Regions from separate parts of the Hordeum vulgare genome. Here all the other regions are linked to region 1. Evidence: chromatin contacts called from public Hi-C data. All regions are on one chromosome and are shown on one strand. The core of a region is the stretch at or near the end of the contact, and the rest is flanking DNA. Distances in the headings are between cores, read along the strand shown.

Region 1 (4,316 bases), core at 1,090-3,589:
ATGGTCAACAATATTATGATAATTACCTCGATATTAAATGTTAATGCATTATGCCAGATAGAGAACTTCAGACACTATATATCATACGTGGAGACATAAAGTTTACATTCAAACATTACTTCAAACATCCGGCCTCAACCACACCCTCTTAAGACTTATATCCTATTAATCTGGTCAACTAGATATTTTTACTGGAATACTCCATAAAAGAGTACAAACAGCAGACCATGCGTCATGTCAAACATATGATGACAGCTCGACTTCGACATATTGGAAACTACCACCATCTACTGAACACAATTTCTATGCATGCTCAAAGGTGTCCTGAAACATTTCAACACCACCTATATATCAAGTGCTTAAATAGATTGACAGATTATATATTTGGTTTTAAGAAAAAATAGATAGTAATAAACATACAAGGTACTCCCTCCATTTACGAAAACCAAATAATCACAAAACACTTAGGCGCAGTGCATTAACTTCCACCTCGTTTCTTGCTTTTTGACATGAATAAAGTAATCAACCAATAAGAGACGTGAGGCGTGTATGTTTTTAATGACTTGAGGCGCAGTGGTCAATTCATTGCATGTAATGGTATTAATTAATAAATTAACACTAATTTCTCTCGTTTTTCTTTCCGTTTTGATCGTGGTGTAGTTATAAACCGAGACGGAGGAGTATGTAGTAATGAAGTTTCCTATCCAAGAGAAAAAAAAATGCAAAAGATATCGGTTTTGGTAAGTGCTTGCTCCACGTCCGTTTCCTATGATAAAGTCTAGTGTGTGGGTCCACACGGCTGAAATGTGCAGGAGGTACACAAGTACGCATGCAGCTCACAACCCACCGCGCATGGTGTGAGAAAAAGGAAACACGGTGACGATGTACCATGTACTATGAGATGTGGTACATATGCTGCAGTACCAGCTAGCCTGTCTCGTCTGCAGTCACCACTGGTTTATCTGGTCATCATAATCTAGCGGACTCATATCTATTATTGGTCTTAACAAAGTGTATGAACAGGTGCAGGTATACATCTCACCAAGTTCCCTAGAATCATCATACGAAATGTCATAAAGCCCCGAGTTTGAATGATCGGTCAGGGTTCACAAATTAAGCATGAAATAACAATGTGTATGCATACAAATAACTAGGTAGGAAATGTAATGATGCAACAGAATAAAACACAATAATAATCGTTCTAACTTTAGCACTTAGCCAGAAAATGATCGCGCACCTGCCCCGCAATTATCACGTATCCACACAACCTCGTAGACGAACTACCTAAGCCTGGTTCAGATTAGGAACTGGGTTCGGCACAGTCAATCCTTACATAAAATATCCTGCGAGGCGATGGGACGGCCCCCATGTAAAGGTAAAACTAATTGCTCCCCACAAATAGTAACCATATAAGTCAACCAAATCTAATACGGGGTACTAGATATTTTTTGATTCCTCGTCTCATGGACACGCAAAGCATTTACCCATTCCAAGCAGATCAAAATAAAATGAAACCAGGGTAAAAAAAAGCGTAGGAACAATAGTGGTAGTAGTAGTAGATGACATGATTGCATTGACAGACAGGCAGTGTTGGGTTTGGGCTGGGCTGGGCTGCATCACGTACCTTTGTGGCCGCGAAACTCCCCTCCGGATCTCGCCCTCCGCTGCACTCCGGCGCGACAGCCGCTGCCGCCTCCTCCCGCAGTCTCTTCTTCCGCTTCCTCTCCTTCTTGGCCCTCCTCACGATCGCGCACAGCGCCTCGTCGCCGTCGACCTCCGTTTGCGCGTTGCATCCGCTATCACCGGCGGGGGACACGTCCAAGGGGGGCGCCGAGGCGAAGAGGTCAGAGATGGACCTCTTCTTCGGAGGCTTCGCCTTCCCTGGCGACCTCCTCGGGGACGGCGCCACTGCCGCCGCCGACGCAGCAGCAGTAGCCATGGCGGAGGCCAACTCGTCCGCCCACCACCGAAACCTCGGCGCCTCTATAGCCGGGAGATGTTCGATGCCCAAGGGACGCCGACCCTCCGCCGCCGCCTCACCCCTCATGCTCGCCGCGTATCCCCTTCGGACAAATCGCAAATGGAGATCAGGAAAAAAAAACCGCATACACGACCACCATAAAGGCCGACGAGACGAGGCCGCGCACACTAACCTGATGGAGAACGCGGCGGCGGCCATGGATGCGACGTCGGCGTGCCCCCTCCGCGCAAATCTACCTGCGATTTCTCGAGTTTTTTTGGGAGGGGGGAGATGAGGAGGAGTAGACTGGAAGGAAGGAAGGAGAGGAAAGCGGCGGGCGTTGGAAAGGGAGGTCGTGTACTCCAGCATATATCTATCTAAAGGATGCAGCAATTACGATACGGAGTTAATACTTCGAGGCAAGGTTTTGATAGCATCGAGGCGAATAATCTACTCTTTCCCGCTCTCCCCACCTTTATTTTTGGTACCTCATTAATTATTCGATATTATATCTATTTAATGCCTTGCTGGCGCCAGTGTCGTGCGCGAGAGGCCCACGTCCCATTTACTACTGCGGACGGCGACAGGTGATGGACAGCGACTAAATTGTTTTTTCCTTTTATTCCTGTGGTTGGTGACGTGGCACAATCGTTCGCCGGACCGCATCATGTGATAGCGAGCGACTAGGTGCAAAATGTTGGGCGCACCATTCTCTGCCTAGAATACTCGCAAACTGCTGCGATCATCTAGATTTTTGTCTTAATTCAAATGCAATATTTTGCAAATGCTAGTACTCATGACTTTCTAACACATGATCAGTATTCTTTTGCGAAAGAGAAACATCTCACGACATTCTTTGTTGTTGCAAAAACAATCAACATCTGTAGAATGATGTTCTTCAGTGCGCTGGTACCTCACGAGACTACTCTTTGACATTTGGTGCTCATGACATTCTAATTGTCCAAGCAAAAAACGTGTGACGTGTGACCATTTTCTTCCAAAATTGAACGGTGTGTGTTTTGTTTTCCTAAGAAAGTTATATTTACATCTCCCTACCGAAAAAGTGTATGTCACGTAAAACTTGAGATGTGTGCTATTAAATAGCGATGAGAATATCGATGTTAGCAATCTCAATCAATAATAATGTTATCATTGCCATTTGTCGGTGCACTCGTTGTGTTCGAAGGCTACAATTCAATGATGGTGCTCATTTAAACGCGTATATGAGAAACTTGGCTAGATGCAATGGCAACATCGTCCATGGACATAGGAGCACCAGACTGCACAAATCAGTGATGGTGCTCATGTAAACACATGTACTCCCTCCGCTCTTAAATATAAGTTTTTTTGAGTTTTTACTAGTGTACTACATACGAATGTATATAGACATACTTAAGAGTGTAGATACATTCATTCTTCTTCGTATGTAGTCTTCTAGTGAAATTTGTATGTAGTCTTCTAGTGAAATTTCTAAAAAGACTTATATTGAGGAACGGATGGAGTATATGCTAGTTGGCTTGGTGCGGCTCATGTGTCCATGTACTCCATTACAGGAGATTATGGCCTGGTGAAATTGCTCATGACTTTCTAACTACGCACGCCAAAACCTGGTGCTGTTATTTCGAAGAAGCAAAGCAATACGATGAAAATGATTTTCTGGGAAAAAGATATTTACACCTCCCGTCCAGTGAAGTGTCGTGAGAAATTCCATGTTCTTGTACCATTATGTCTTTTATATGGAGCTGGAAGTGTCCAAGATTATGCATTGGCGTTAGTGCTCAGGTAAACATACATGGGACATTTTGCTAGGTGCATGTGCTGGCAAGTCACGCGAACACATGAGATTAGGGGACGCTATTGTTGCTCATGAAAGTTGGTGCATTTTGCTCATAGTTTTAAATAGCCGACTATAGCCTCGTTATAGACTTTTCAGCAGGGTGCCGCTAAATGATCTCATGTCCAAATAGGCCGCTATAGCTCCGTCATAGCTTATTTGGAGGTCCACCGGTATTTGACATAGCCCGCTATTTAAAACATTTTTGCTAGGTGAATGAGCACTACAAATATCCACATGTGACATTATAGTAGAATCTCGACATTCGTGCTTCTAACTTTCTAGTTGCACACATCAAAACTTTAGTTATTATTTGCAAGAAAGAATCTAGCAGAAAAACAACAAAAAAGATTGCACCATATATTTTAGCCATCATCGCACTTTTTTAACACTCATCATCCCACTTTCTTGAATGGAATAGCTTGTGCGAGAAGGTGTGTTTCAAATTCCACAATATATATAGAGAGAGATGAATGTAGTAGAATATTGAGCGATCAATTTATAGAGGGAAAGACAAACGAG
Region 2 (4,316 bases), core at 1,197-3,696, 930 kb after region 1:
CCTCATCATCGTCTCTAAAGTTATCAGGATTGTGATACATAAGTTACCAGGTTTGCGATGTGTGAGTTATCTTGCTATTCACACAACCCACCCGGTCACCAAATTCACCATGGCTGGGGTACGTTAGTTATCAGGTCTACGATGTGTGAGTTATAGTGCTATTCACATAAAAGTTATCGGGGGTATATTTCATCACCTCTCCCTCGCGAGAAGTATCAGGACCGAGGTGCTTAAGTTATCGGGTCTCGATGTGTGAGTTACCATGCTATTCACATAAAATTTACCGAAGGATACTTGATCACCACCCCCACCACACACACACAAACCAAATTTATCAGGACCGGGATACGTAAATTATCAGATCGCTGATGTGTGAGTTATCAGGGTGTTTATATGCAAGTTATCAGGTCTGCGATGCCTTAATGACCATGTTATTCACACAACATTACTGATAGATGTTTCAACAATAAAAATCAGGTCAAAATAATCACGGTGTTTGTATGTGGGTTATCAACTATGTTGTGCATGTATTACATGCTATATACGTGGGTTATTAACAGTAGATCTTGTTTTCAAGATCTCGTCGCGACGTTTTTTTTGTGAAAACAGATTTTTAATTAGAGCGACAGTTTGAGCTACATATCAATTTTGGCTTTTTTAAATTGAAAAATTATACGATGTCACCAGTTTTGTCCTTTAATGCATGCATGCATTTGCATATGCAAAAAGGTTGGAGGAACAATTTTTCATGTCTCATTAACTTTAATGCAATCACGATGATAACTTATGTACGCACACATGTGATAACTTAGGTACCCGAGACATTGTAACTTTTGACGAGAAAAAAAGTTGTTGGAACATATGAACATGAGATCTAGTTTTTAAGGTCTCGTCGAGACAATTTTTTATGTCAAAATGGATTTTGAATCGGAGCAATGTTTTGAGCTACAAAATATTTTGAAGTTGAAATTTTATCGGAACCTTTGATGATATCAGAAAATGAACATCATCGGATTAGTACAGATCTGTCCCTAAATATCAGACGTATGAAAAATAGCAATCTCAATATGTAAAATATTCACATCTTTACTCCTTTATCCGAGGGCTGAAGAAATTCAAATCGATCTTTTCACACAATAGGTGAAATAACTATATAAATATTTCCGGGTAAAAAAAACTGTCTAAATATCTTGTGTGAAAAGAACATATCTATCATCCACATACATATCATCTGCGTCCTGCATAGACCTGCCAAAGTGCTTAATTAGTACTCCTTCCGTTCCTAAATATAAGTCTTTTAAACGATTTCACTAAGGGTCTACATACGAAGCAAAATGATTGAATCTATACTCTAAAATATGTCTATATACATCCGTATATAGTTCACTAGTGAAAATCTTTAGAAAAACTTATATTTAGGAACGGAGGGAGTACAACTTTACCTAGCAGCGTCACAAACTAGCTAGAACTAACTTTTTTACACGGAGCGGGACGGGTTCAGGCGGTGCTCTACATCCCTACATCTGCCCACAAAGAAAAAAGATACTCTGTTACACATGCAATGCATATGGAGTATAAATGCATTGCATGAGCACGGGCAAATTCCCAAAACCGGACCATAAGTGGAATGGGGGCCACGAAGGGGATGGCGCCGCATTATTGGATACCAGTTGGCCCAAAACAAGCTAGTTGGGCATGTAGTGGCTGGCCATGCCCATGCCGCACCGTGTAGGACCATCCCGTGTTATCTGGATAGCCGTGGCCGGCGTGGTGGTCGCCCGGTCCCCCGCTAGCCGCAATGCATCGATGCAGCCAAGATAGGCACCTTCCCTTTGATTCCCATGATCTAGGATTATTCGATGCTCGCAGTACTACGTAGTTCCCGGTTTATCCCGTGAGTTTGTGTGGAATATCGTACTACTAGCGTTTCTATTTTCGCTTACCGTCAGTCGGGCGTCAGTTAGTGGCAGTCATCACTTCGCAGGCGCCTTTCTTTAAAAAAAAACTGAGGACGATCGACACGGAGACGGAGACCGGCCAGTCACTGACCTGGGCTTCACTGAAGCTACGAGCTGTGAAACTAAACCAGCGTCTTTTACCGCGCCGGTCGGCCGGTGAGGGGCGGAGCGGGGAAGTCAAAGCGGTGGGCACGGCGCGCGTGGGCGAATCGGGTCCGGCCGCGACGGCTCGGAGCCCGCGGGCCCTCCGCGCCTGGTCACTCCTCCGAGTGAACGAGGGAGTCCTCCCGTCCGTCGGCCGGCCACTCCCGTTCTTCCCGCGCGCCAGCCGGCCATCCAGCCATGTCACCCTCCGTCCCATGTGATCCCTGCCCCGGCGTCAGCGTCCACGGCCACGGCCACGGCGCCCGTCCGCCAAAATATCCGGCGCTCCCAACAGTCTCGCCTCACCTCCCACCCACCCGTCCGGATCCGGCCGCCCATCCGCCACGCGCACGCGACACCGCACTGCACGGCGCCTCGGCCCCCTACGAACCCGTCACCAACCGGCGGGGACAAAACCGCACGGCTTCCCTCTCCCTCCCCCCACGTCCATAACCTCACTGCCAAGCCCCGCTCTCCTCTCCTCTCCTCTCCTCGCTCCACGCGGATGATCGTGTAGCGATCGGATCAATTGATCGGTCGATCGATGAAGGTGCTCTGCTCCGCGTGCGAGGCGGCCGAGGCGCGCGTGGTCTGCTGCGCCGACGAGGCCGCCCTCTGCGCGCGCTGCGACCGGGACGTGCACGACGCCAACCGCCTCGCCGGCAAGCACCACCGCCTGCCCCTCCTCTCCGCCGTCTCCAACCCGCCCGCCGTGTCCGCGCCCAACTGCGACATATGCCAGGTGCTTGAATCTGTTGCTCTCTCGCCCTTGCGCTAATCTTGGTAAATCTTTCTTTTGCCCCGGCCGGTGATCTGACGAGTACGTCCGCTGTTTCTGCTACCACAGGAGGGCCACGCCTACTTCTTCTGCGTGGAGGACCGCGCGCTGCTCTGCCGGAGCTGCGACGTCGCCGTGCATACCGCCAACGCCTTCGTCTCCGCGCACCGGAGGTTTCTCCTCACCGGCGTCCAGGTCGGCCTCGAGCCCGACGAACAAGAAGAACCAGAGCCGGAGCCGGAGCCGGAACCGCAACCGCCCAACAACACCTCGTCGGCTCCCCTGCAACCGCCGATGTGCCACAGGAAGAGGAGCCCGACGCCGCTCTACAGCGACGGAGACATCGAGTGGGCGGCCGGCCAGGACGTCGGCATCACGGGTAACCTGCCCGACTGGTCGGTCATCGACGAGCAGTTCGCCAGTGGTACCCCGGCGTTGAGGCCCGCGGAGCCGGAGGTAATCAAAGCCCCTCCCAAGAAGAGCCCCCGGGTGGCCGTCACGGCGGCGAGCGCGGCACTTTTTGGCGGGAGCATGCCGGACTGGCCACTGGACGAGTTCTTCGGCTTCACCGAATTCAACTCTGGCTTCGGATTCGCGGAAAATGGCACGTCCAAGGTCAGCACTACGAATTCACTCAGGACCAAATTTGAATTACTACTAATTGTATTGTCACAGTCTTAGCACTTAGTAGTTACTCTAATTACTTTATCATATCGGGGAAGAAGCGCAGTTCAAGTACAAAAATAGTAACTCTTGTAACCTGTCTCATCATCTTGAATCAAGTAATTTATCTGATCTGCATCCTGGAACGTTAATCCATAGCCAGATCAGCTTAATCATGCCATGTAATCTTACTTTCACCGGCAATTTTCGGGCTTAAAACCTGAAGTGATACATCGCACAAGGTATTTCACAATTGACATGTTTCTGACCACGAAAAACATATGACTAAACAATCGATCTATGCCTACACAGCTCACTCCAGTATACTATGTCTATGTAAGCTAACAGTGGTTATCCATTTGCACTTTTGCAGGCCGACAGCGGGAAGCTCGGCTCGCCGAACCGCCGTTCGTTGTCGTCCTCCTCATCCGGCAACGCCATCCAGAACGCGCAGGATTTCTTTGGCCAGGTGCCGGAGGTCCACTGGTCGAGGTCGGCCATGCCGGAGCTCCCCTCCCCGCCCACGGCCTCAGGCCTCCACTGGCAGGGAGACCCGCATTACGGCTCTAACGCCGACACCGCTTCCGTGTTCGTGCCGGACATCTGCTCACCGGAAAACCCCTTCCGGTGCTTCACGGCCGGCGCCGATCAGCAGCTCAAGCGCCGGCGGCGGTGTTAACATGGCAACATGGGAGACGCTCGACGTCGGTCGATCAGGTCGTGCCGGAACTAGATTACAGGCCGTGTGCCTCGAAGCTGAAACTAGCGTGCAG
Region 3 (4,316 bases), core at 995-3,494, 640 kb after region 1:
ACCGAGTCAAAAAACTCGGTGAATCGGAAATGACTGTGTAGCTTGTGTTGTTGATCTTGTTTTGGCTCCATAGGTTACATACGACCTCCGATTGCGACAATCTTTATACCAAAATCGATCGCCTCGACGATTCAGAACTTTTTCATGTTGAGTTTTTTTTTGGAGGCCATCTTGGAGGCTTAATCGTCCGGACAGTACTTTGCATATGAAATCGTAGTACTTTGAGCACAATTTCGACCTTCGCGATGAGCTCGGATGACGATGGTTCAAACTTAAAAAATATTCATGTTAACATCACCAAACTTTTTCATGTGGAACACTTTTTTATTTGAAGCCATCTTAATCATGATTTATTCCATGCGAAAATCTAGTGCCAATAGATGGGCTTTATGTACCTGTTATTGCTGGATTTTAGCCTGCTAAATCTTCCATGAATGAGCTTTATGTTGCGTTACAGACCCCCGGGAGGGGGGTGGGGGGGGGGGGGGGGGGGTGTAGACACGATGGATACGAGACTAGTACTTGCCTAATCTTAATCGTGGAGAAAACAGATCGTTTGGGGCCCTCGCCCCCCTTGGTTACGTCCCTGTTTGTGAGCTAAACACAACTGCTATGAAAGAACTGTGGCATCTGATTTGTGTTTTTCATGCATGGATTGCTACCGGTGCTTATGTAGTTCGTAGATTCTAGTTGTTAAATTGAAAAGTAGGTCGTTGTGTACTGAGCCCGATATCAGTAAAAATAACAAGGCATGCATTTTGAGGTACTAATAATGTTTGTGACCCCTGGACCCAATTTTTCTGTTTCTGCTTAAGTTTTTTTTTTTGCGCATTATAGTTACTTTCTATAAATTTGCACCACAAAGCGTGGGGTGTCATCTAATATGACTAAGAGGGTGCTTGGATAAGTTTTAGTCCCATGACTAAAAGTAGTGAGACTAAAACTTGCTAGCCTCACCCATGTTTGGATCCAAATACTAAAAAGACTAAAATCAAGTTAATGAGCATTTATTATCCTGCAAACCCTCCAATCCAGAACTCGTCTTAGGAGTTAAATGAGGAGAGAGATGACTAATGCATATTTTAGTAAGGGTACCCTGACTAAAAGATTTTAGCCTCAAGACTATTTTAGCCTCTCTTTAGTCAGGGGTGCTTGGAACTTTAGCATCTTAAAGAGACTAGTTTTAGTCAGACTAGTTTTAGTCCCTTGGATCCAAGCATCCTCTAAGAGGGTGCATGGATCCAAGAGAGTAAAACTAGTCTATTTAAGAGGCTAAAGTTCCAAGCACCCCTCACTAAAGAGAGGCTAAAACTAGTCTTGAGGCTAAAATCTTTTAGTCAGGAGTATCCTTACTAAAATGTGCATTAGTCCTCTCTCTCCTCATTTAACTCCTCATGCAAGTTCTGGATTGCAGGGTTTGGAGGATAATAAATGCTCATTAACTTGATTTTAGTCTCTTTAGTACTTGGATCCAAGCATGAGTGAGACTAGTAAGTTTTAGTCTCATTACTTTTAGTCATGAGACTAAAACGTATTCAAACACCCTCTAAATAGTTGATCCTCACTAACTTAATTATCTTAACATGCAAGAGAAGTTATCAAGTCATCATTGCCACCTCGCAATTAATTCTCTCTACATGCAATAGTGGCATCCATAGACAAGACCAAGGCATCCAGGGCCATGGCCTGGGTCGTGAAGATATATCACTTTGTACTGTAGCGATGTGAACACTATTTAGCACTGTACCGGGTGTTTGGTTCTCCGTTGCTAATCCGAATAGTACTAAAGATTATACTGTCAGTTCTCACAGAAATAACTGCATCTAATTCTGCAGCGACGTTCCTCGGAGCTCTTATATGGGATCTATCGGAGATGCTCGGAGCCCGTACTTGTAGCAGGCTGAGTGCACGCACTGCCTGTGACGCGCAGCAGCGCCTGAACTGAACGACACGTACTAGCTGCTGCATTAATTGACGTCCACAAGCCGACAACGAGCAACCAAAACAGCAGCGCTGCGCTGAGCCGCTGGGTTCAGATTTTGCTCATCCATGCATACGTGGTACTTGTACGAAAGATGCGCGACAGAGAGAGTACGTACGCACGGCAATGAAAGATCACAGACCGTAGCCGTTCCCATTCATTCCATTTGGGAATGAAAAACCGTAATCAACCGGGCGCAAGTGGTGACGGAGATGGCATGCACGTCGCCCCGCCCGACGCAACGCGCGCCGTGGCACGCTGCCGCACCGGCAAGCGGAGAACGCTGCGTCTCGATCGAGCCAACGCTCGGCTTGGCCCGCATGTATACGTCCACCTGACAGCATGCTGCCTGCATGGCGCGATCGCGGCCAGGAATTAATTTGTGGTGCGTGCGTGTGTGCATGCGATCTCCTGCTAATGACGCATTTATCGGCTAGGGCGTGCACGCGTGCCGGTGTATCGTTGCAGTACCGTGTACGTATAGTTGGAACCAGATGTGGCAATGTGGCATGTGGTACCTTGATGCCTGCGAGTATTAGACCATGGTTTTATTTTTCACAAAAATGTATTAATGACGAGGTAGAGGTGGCGTGACAGAGACCGGTTGTTCATGCTGGCACGATAAACTACAGTAATCGTTCGAACTAAAGAAATGCATTACGTGCCACCGATATGATGGACAATTAGCTGCTTTTCTAAACCAGGTTAATCCCTCTTCATCACATACCATGACAGAAATACAACAATAGTTCGGGAAAAAAGGTGTCTATTAAAATCCACGAGACAGTCTTTCGTCCCGATTTATATATAAAATGCAAATCAATGTGTACAGTTTAATGTGGTTTGGATGTATTACCTCATGGTCGACAAGTACTGAAAAAGGGTTTCATATAGAGGATTGGTAATTGCACGCAAGTTCGTATTTGGCGTGACAGATGGGTACCAAAAGCTGATTACATGGTAGTATCTCCTGGAGGCCGATGCCGATTGAGGTGGGTCTCTGAACTGTCTGATGTTCACGGTAATTGGGATGTTAACTTGATCCAACAGTCTTCCAATTGATGCGTCATCCATCATAAACATTAAAAATGCTACCCGTACGATTTTCTAGCGTGGATCCGTGAAAAATCGGGTGTTTTTCCAGTGCACAGTAACTATAAGCTTGCCTTTGATGAGTTGCCCCAACCTGGATGTGGTCGGCGGTCTGGAAAAGTACTGCACTTTCCGAACTACGCATTTTGGCCTAGCGAGCTCCAAAAAATTCTCTGCCTACATGGGACGGAAACTATCTCGGACGCGTGAAATTTCTGTTGTATGTCCGATTTGTGGCACTGAAACTGAAGATATTATCCATGCTCTCTGGCGCTGCACTTTGAACAGGGATTTATGGCGCACTGCGTCTATGTGTTGGGATCTGCCAAATCTGAATGGATTGACGAATACTGGACCTGACTGGATCCTCCAAGTTCCATGTAATATGTCTGCCGACCAGTGCTTGTGTTTCCAATGCAGCTGTGAATCTCCTGAATGTCGGGGATGAGCGGGGCAAGGTGGAGTGGTCACTTGGTCCAAAAGGCAAGTATACTACTAAGGCCATGTATTCTTTCCTTGAAAAGAATTTGGCAGGGGATGACTTCAAGTGGATATGGAGTGCTAAGCATCCTCTTAAGAACCAAATCTTTTTGCGGCAAATGTTTCAAGATGCTGATGTGATGCATTGCAGAAAATGGACTGGCAACCCCCGCTGTTCCTTTTGCACCAGTAGAGAATCATATCTCCATCTGTTTTTTCAATGTCCGGTGACCAGAGTACCTTGGCGTACCGTAGGATCTATGCTGGGGACTGATCTTTGCCCTAACAATATCCCTTAATTTTACTCTTGGTGTTACGCGTTTCTCCCTGATGGATAGCATTTTTTTTACTGTGGGTTTGGCGGCAATCTGTTGGGCTATCTGGAATTGCAGAAAACGTACGACTTTGAATTCAAGAAACTGTCATCTTCTTTTAAGATTGTCTTTACAGCTTGCGTCCACCTTAATTATTGGGCAGGTCTGCTCAAGAAGGAAGATCGTCTGCTACTGAAGAATGACGCTTCTCTTCTGCAGGAGAACGCAAGGAGTATGATGGATCCGTACGTCAGCTCATATTAATCAAGTGACGGGGCCCTAAAATGTACATCAGCCGATCCTGGGTGGACGATGGGGTGCCGGATAGCTAGACGTTCCTACTTTAGCTTCTCTCTTTCCTTTGGCAATGGTTTGCTGTTTATCTGTTATGCCTCTGCGTAGGCTGGAGTTTACTTTCTGCCCTTTTGGATGTGTTGTTTGATAGACCT

What was found. Hi-C and Micro-C count contacts between places; a contact is called where the count stands out from the background.
Region 2: a Hi-C map of seedling shows a contact between it and region 1, with 3 times the contacts expected there. The contact joins the promoter of LOC123439599 here to the promoter of LOC123443100 in region 1. A contact is called at or near these places in 2 of 6 Hi-C or Micro-C datasets (leaf and seedling).
Region 3: a contact with region 1 is called in a Hi-C map of leaf, with 2.7 times the contacts expected there. The contact joins the enhancer-like site here to the promoter of LOC123443100 in region 1. A contact is called at or near these places in 2 of 6 Hi-C or Micro-C datasets (leaf and seedling) and 1 of 1 datasets of contacts at active chromatin or transcription factors (embryo).

Annotation. Positions count from the first base shown.
Region 1 is chr3H:92,038,681-92,042,996 of MorexV3_pseudomolecules_assembly, reverse strand. LOC123443100 (putative GPI-anchored protein pfl2) reads right to left here and starts at 2,339. Exons shown (of 4, transcript XM_045119359.1): 1 at 2,154-2,339; 2 at 1,625-2,063. The coding sequence starts at 2,329.
Region 2 is chr3H:91,109,490-91,113,805 of MorexV3_pseudomolecules_assembly, reverse strand. LOC123439599 (B-box zinc finger protein 22-like) reads left to right here and starts at 2,446. Exons shown (of 3, transcript XM_045116292.1): 1 at 2,446-2,844; 2 at 2,950-3,495; 3 at 3,917-4,316. The coding sequence starts at 2,647. The coding sequence ends at 4,222.
Region 3 is chr3H:91,401,914-91,406,229 of MorexV3_pseudomolecules_assembly, reverse strand. No RefSeq gene overlaps it. Among protein-coding and RNA genes, the nearest start is that of LOC123443099, 20 kb to the left of the region's middle. Within about 2 kb of position 2,244, at least 2 of the 3 cell types and tissues checked have open chromatin away from gene starts, as enhancers often do. A contact at or near this core is called in leaf, where this site is marked.